Linked DNA regions of Triticum aestivum: region 2 is linked to region 1. Evidence: chromatin contacts called from public Hi-C data. All regions are on one chromosome and are shown on one strand. The core of a region is the stretch at or near the end of the contact, and the rest is flanking DNA. Distances in the headings are between cores, read along the strand shown. Region 1 holds the start of LOC123079021 (dynamin-related protein 5A). Region 2 holds the start of LOC123079023 (pentatricopeptide repeat-containing protein At2g27800, mitochondrial).

Region 1 (3,076 bases), core at 326-2,825:
CAGCTAAACCCAATGTACGGACCAAACTTCTCTTCATTGAAACCCCCTTTCACACCATCACGCAAGTGTCGCAGCACATCAATATCTACCTGACATATTTGCCGCCGGAACTCGTCATTGGAGATCGTTCCTCGGTCCTTTGGAAGAGCCACAAAGAATGGGTGGATATTGTCCCCAAGGTAACCGCTTGCGCTCAAGTAGCTATCGACCTCCCACCTTTCGGTAAATTCCTTGAAATGATCAAAACATGCGACAATATCAGAAGACACGATACCAATTTCATTTCAGTAAATTCCTTGAAATGATCAGAACAGACGACAATATCATAAGACACAGTACCAATTTCATTTCACAATCTACAGTGAAGAAGCTATTGAACCTCACAGTGTACTGATTGTTCTGCAGGCTGGCAGGCATACCTTGAGTCGGTTGTCAAACTTGGAGATGACTATCATGGTGCGCCTGAAAGTGGGATCGATCTCTCTAATCGCATCGAGCCAGAGCGAAGAGCACCACTCGACGCTGCTCTGCTGGAGGAACAGAATGAGGCGGTGGGGCGGGCTCGCTAGTGTCTTCACCATCGACAGGATCTCCTCCGGCGTCCTCTCCGGCTCACCTTTCTTAGCCTACAGCAGTCACGAATTCCATCAAACAGCTGACGAACAGACTAAACAACCACTACCCTTTGTTCAGAAGTGGAAGCCCCAAATTCATCAAACAGCTGATAAACTGATTAACTGACCAAACAATCACTGAAGTGCCTCTACCTACCTTAAGCACGAAACCTGGGGTGTCGATGATGGTGAGGTTGGGGCAGTGGGCGTACTCGGCCCTCATGACGATGGGCTTGGACGACACAGCGGCCTGGATCATCCGGAGGTGCGACTCGGTGCGCTGCTTGATGAGGTCAGCTATCGCCGCGGCCTGCACCATGGGGTGGCCGTACTCCTCCGAGTCCTCCTCCTGCGATTCGCCGCACAACCCACGCAAATCAGCCGCTCGCTCGCGTTTACCAGAAGCACCAGACTCGATCTGTGAGGGGAACGAAGGGGAAAACCCTAGAAGAGGTGAAGCGGAGCGCGCACCTGGAAGCGGCACCGGGGATCGAGGGCGGTGGGGTCGTGGACCATCTGGAGGACGAGGGGGCGGCGGGTGCCCATCTCGACCTCCCGGACGTTGAAGCGGAAGCCGAGGAGCGCCTCCAGGAGCGAGCTCTTGCCGTCCGACTGGCCCCCGATGGCCACTATCTCCGGGATCGGGAGCTTCTCCCCGAACGCCACCGCCGCCGCCTGCAGCCGGTTGTACGCCTCGAACCGGGCCTTGGTGTCCGACGCGGCGGCGGCGGCGGCGGCCGAGGCCGAATCCGCCCCGGCTCGGCGGGCGGACGGGGACGGGGACGGCGCCGCCTTGGGGTTCGGCGTCCTGCCCGCCGCCGGAGACATCGCCATGGGTAGGGGAGCCACAGTGGCAGCCGAGACGACGGGGTTTGAATTTGAAATGCGGGAGAGGTGTGGGGAAAGGGTTGCAGAGTGTAGTGCGATGCGAGAGCCGTTTGGGATTGTGATATTTACTTATACAAAGGAGAGGGGCCGATCTCGAATCGTGTCTTCCACGCCTCCCCTTTTGTTGCCAGGATGATGCATCGAGGTCACGCGTCCAGCCCATCCAGCCGTCGATAGTGGACTTGTGTTCTCAAGGCACAAGCCCAGTAGCCCACAAAGCACCACACTCCCCCTGGTCTCACAGTTTCTTTTGCTCAAAAGAAGAAAAATCTGGCAGTTCTCTCCTGGGGTAGTGAGAGCATCTGCAGCTGGATTTGAAAAATCCAACCCCCTAAACCTCCACACTGTGTCAAACGGCGTCTTATATGTCCTATCGAACAGCCACACTCCTCATATCTAAACCCCCAATCCATGCAACCCGTGCACATGGCTCATAGAACACAAATTCATCACGATTTAAAAATTCAAAAATGCTACAAAGCAAAGTAAGTCATAGTTCAACAATTCAGACATGCCAAAATAAAAATCAGGTCCGGGCCACGCCTAATCAAGAAGGGCGCATCTTAAAACACATTTGGAGTAGGTCCAACAGGCTCAAGCACAAGATATTTTTCTGGCTAATAACACATGACAGGGTCAACACAAGACATGTGTTAACGAGAAGGGGCATGCATTTGGATGACAAATTTTGCCCAAACTGTAACCGGTAGGCTGAAGAAACCTTTCTGCACATGCTTTCAGGATGCATATTTGCCCAAAGATGTTAGAGCACCTTGATGCCCAATAAAAAGAGAGGTACGTCTGTTTTTGAAGAGACATTACAATACTTTTTATAGTAATGAAGATGGTAGCCTAAAAAAAGATGAATCACTCGTCGGACGCCATCCATGCCGCGTTCGCTGTTGCGGCCCCTCATACTCTCTACGAAGGTTGGTCTCCTTCTTCCTCTAAAGCCACCTTTTGTCTTTCTCATCCAAGAGGCTTGCATCCTCCAACATTATCATCGAATCCTCCGTCTCTCGAGCAAGTGCAACCTCTCCTTCTTGAGCTCCCATCCGAGTCCCATCTCTTCTTCTCCAACTCTATTTTCTATCTCAAATTTCAAATAGTTGCTCTCAATTTGTAACTTGTTGTTCACCCTCTCCCAGTCCCAATCCATCCTTTATTTTTGCTCATCCAACATGAGCTTGTACCACTTCTCTTTTTTGTCCTCGTTTGTGGAAAAAATGTCCGTCCATGTGTTGGACATTTTTATCGCCGCGGCATCACGGGCGGCTCCCCCCTTCTCTCACTTATTTCCTATCAGTTATGGGTTATTCATTAGCACGATGGCTCGTCCAATCTCCCCTGCAACTTCTTCCTCTTCATCATCCAATCCAATGGATTGGTGGGAGCTTGAACCACCAGTTTTCTTCAACCTTTTGTTGTCGGTTTTGAGCTCTTCACAAGTTGTATCCACTTTGGTTGGCCATTCAATTTCATCCAACAATGGCTAAAACCGAATAGCTTCTTCTCGTTTGTTGGTACAAAGTGTCAGCCAACACCATCTATCAAACAATAAAGTAACCATGATA
Region 2 (3,076 bases), core at 199-2,698, 330 kb before region 1:
TTGCACACATGACTCTGTTCCTCCCTCCTCACAAATATAAGATGTTCTACAGCTTTAGTTCCAGTGTGCTTGTTCATTCATTTCAATCCAAATGTAGTCTATATTGAAATATCTGAAACATCTTACATTTATGAACGGATACTTGAGAATCATAGTAAAAAAAAAACTCATCCGATGCAGATATCAACCTGCTGAATTCTGTGCTAGCTACTTTGTCGTCGTCGTCGATCACCACCTCTCGTGCACTCGTCAGCATCCAGGCCATCGTCGCCGTCCTCGTCGTCTTGGATCGAAGCCAGGAGCTCTCGCCGCTCGGCGACTCTGAGCATGCCCATCTCCTCCATCTCCCCGACCACTCTTTCAGCGTCCTCCCTCTTCCCGGCCCTCCCCAGCTCCTCCACCACCGCCCTCCTCGTGATATGATCCACCACCGCCCCCGCCCTGGCCATATCCCACATCACCCGCTCCGCCTCCGCGGCCTCCCCGGCCACCGCGAGCGCGCTGACGAACGCGTTGCAGGACGGCTCCGTCGGCATCATCCCTTTGCCCCGCATTTCCTCGAACAGCTCCCGGGCGTTGTTGGTGCGGCCCTGCGCGCTCAGCCCGCGCAGCAGGTAGCTGTACGTGAGGCCGTCCGGCTCGCAGCCGTAGACGGGCGCCATCTGGTGGAACACGCGCAGCGCGTCGTTGAGGTGCAGCGACTGCGCGTAGCCCCTGACGAGCACGTTGAGCGCCCGGGTGTCCGGCGGGATGCCCTCCTCCAGCATCTGCCGGAACAGCGCGGAGACGGTGTCCATGTACATGTAGTGCACCATGGAGTCGTTGCCCCCGCGCGACAGCAGCGCGGTGAAGAGCGCGTGGTAGGTGTCGGCGGCGGGGCGCGCGGCCGGGTCGGCGGAGGCGCGCATGAGGGTGTAGACGTGGAACGCCTTGCCGAGCTTGCGGAACTCGCAGTAGAAGTAGAGGGCGGCCCTGAGGAGGGGCCCCGGGGACGGGAGCGAGGGGAGGAGGGAGAAGAAGAGGGCGCAGGTGCGGTCGAACTCGTCGTAGAGCTGGGCGGCGCCCAGGCGCTTGACGGCGACGAGGAAGGGCCCCGGGTCGGGCCGGAAGGTGGGCCGGCCGAGGGAGTGGGTGAGCAGCGGGAAGAGGAGGCGGAGGTCGGAGGTGGAGGCGAGGGAGGATGCGAGGACGGCCGGTGTGAGGCGGGAGGGGAGGGAGGCGATGGCAGCGGAGACGGCGTCGGGAGACGGCGACTGGCTGGGCGCGCGGTGGCTGCGGCGGAAGCGGTGCGGGGTGCGGCGGGAGGAGGTGGCGAAGGGGAGGCGGTGGGAGAGGGAGGCGCCGGCGGGCGTGCTGCAGAGGATGCGGCGGAGGAGCGTGCTCATCGCGGCGGCGGCGGCGGGGATACTGCGACACGAGTACAGTCCACAAAATGCCACAGACGGCATACACAATCCCCCACCCGGTTAGGCAACCGCCACCAAGCACGACACGCTCACATCACATCACAGAGCGCTCAAAGCACAGGCGGCCAAGTCGGCTTGCAGAAAGGATGGCCGCCGCGGTCGCCTTGGCAAGCCCTCTCCGGCGGCTCCTCCACTTCCCTTGCCCGCGCCGCGCTATCCCCGCACCACTCCGCTTCTTCGCGCGAGGTAAGCCCTAACCCATTGCCCGGTCGGCCTGATACTCCGATTGAGCTGTTTGTCTAATACTTGGTCGCCATGCGCAGGGCGGTGTGACGTGGCCCTCGCCGTCTCGGCGGCCGCAGTCGGAGATTCGTCTGCTAAGGGGGGCGTGCACAGGCATGTAATCGAGGAAGTCATGGACATTCTGGATATGGTTATCTCTTTTTCTTCATTCTAGCACATTTGTATTTTCCATTGAGCTTCCGTCAGAGTCTAGTTCGACGTGAAACAGTTATGTTTGAATGTTTCGCTTGCTGAGATTAGATGGCTGACGATAATGCGGATAGTCGGCTTGTGGACGAGGTGTTTGATTAACTGCCTCAATGGAATTTGAGGTTTCTTTCCACAATTTAAGAAAGTATCATGAGCTTCAGGTTGTGTTCCAGTAGGCTCATAGACTTCCTCTCTAAGAGGGTATGTTACATGAAAAATTAGGGGAAAATTAGATGTGTTTACTGAGATTAGATGGTTGATGATAGTGCGGATACTTGGCCTATCGAGGAACTGTGCCTCGATGGAATTTGAGACTTCTTCCCACTATTCATGAGCTTTAGGTTGTGTTCTAATAGGCTGATGCTTCCTCTCTAAGAGAATATTTTTAGTACATGAAACTTAGGGGAAATGAGATGTGCTTCCTGTTAGCTGTTTTGCTATTGAAGCATGAAGAAAAAGTCGATGAATTGTCCATTTGGTGTGTGAAAACATAACCTTTCAATCATATTGGCTTTGGTGCCTTTGTAAGAAGAGAATAAAATTGCTTCTTCCAAGGTAAACCAAGTGGCAGGAGTTAAAGAATTGGTGAATAGATGTACGGATAAGCTGTAGGGAGGAAATACAAACTTGATCCTGATACCCTATAGTGTCACATGATGCTTGAAACATAACATAACATAACTGCCTTTTTGCATATTAACAATGTACCATGAGGTTACTACATGGTTTTTCAGTAAATTTGTTCCAATACTGTAGTTATTCCATTTCCAAGAGAAGGGATATCACCCTGTTTTATATTGAGAAAATTACTGGGGTTACAGTTACATGATCATTAGTTCTTCAGTTCATGAATTTGTACTGACATCAAGCTTATGCAGGCACAAAGGGCTTCCCAACGAAGAGATGTCTTCCACACCAGTTTTCTTACGCCACCTATCATAGCGGAGGCTATGCTAGCAATTGAAAAGTTAGCTGATATCAAAGCAGTAGCTCAGGGGGGCTATCCACAGGTGGAATTCAATACAATCAAAGGAGTTGTTGATAGCTACCATTTTTACGTGAATAATAGCTTATATTAACCTATATACCTTGTTTTTCTCATCTTCATATCCATTTAGGCTGAGCGGTGCCGAATTTCAGCTGGGCATCCAGACTCTATGAGAAGTGACCCAGATGTA

Evidence for each region. Hi-C and Micro-C count contacts between places; a contact is called where the count stands out from the background.
Region 2: a contact with region 1 is called in a Hi-C map of leaf, with 5 times the contacts expected there. The contact joins the promoter of LOC123079023 here to the promoter of LOC123079021 in region 1. A contact is called at or near these places in 3 of 5 Hi-C or Micro-C datasets (leaf and root) and 1 of 1 datasets of contacts at active chromatin or transcription factors (leaf).

The regions. Positions count from the first base shown.
Region 1 is chr3D:379,494,715-379,497,790 of IWGSC CS RefSeq v2.1, reverse strand. It overlaps LOC123079021 (dynamin-related protein 5A), which reads right to left and starts at 1,575. Exons shown (of 8, transcript XM_044501692.1): 1 at 1,086-1,575; 2 at 772-963; 3 at 420-626; 4 at 1-230. The coding sequence starts at 1,448.
Region 2 is chr3D:379,828,261-379,831,336 of IWGSC CS RefSeq v2.1, reverse strand. LOC123079023 (pentatricopeptide repeat-containing protein At2g27800, mitochondrial) reads right to left here and starts at 1,448. Exons shown (of 1, transcript XM_044501694.1): 1 at 81-1,448. The coding sequence starts at 1,448. The coding sequence ends at 204. LOC123079025 (putative RNA-binding protein YlmH) reads left to right here and starts at 1,368. Exons shown (of 12, transcript XM_044501696.1): 1 at 1,368-1,652; 2 at 1,730-1,802; 3 at 2,777-2,908; 4 at 3,017-3,076. The coding sequence starts at 2,849.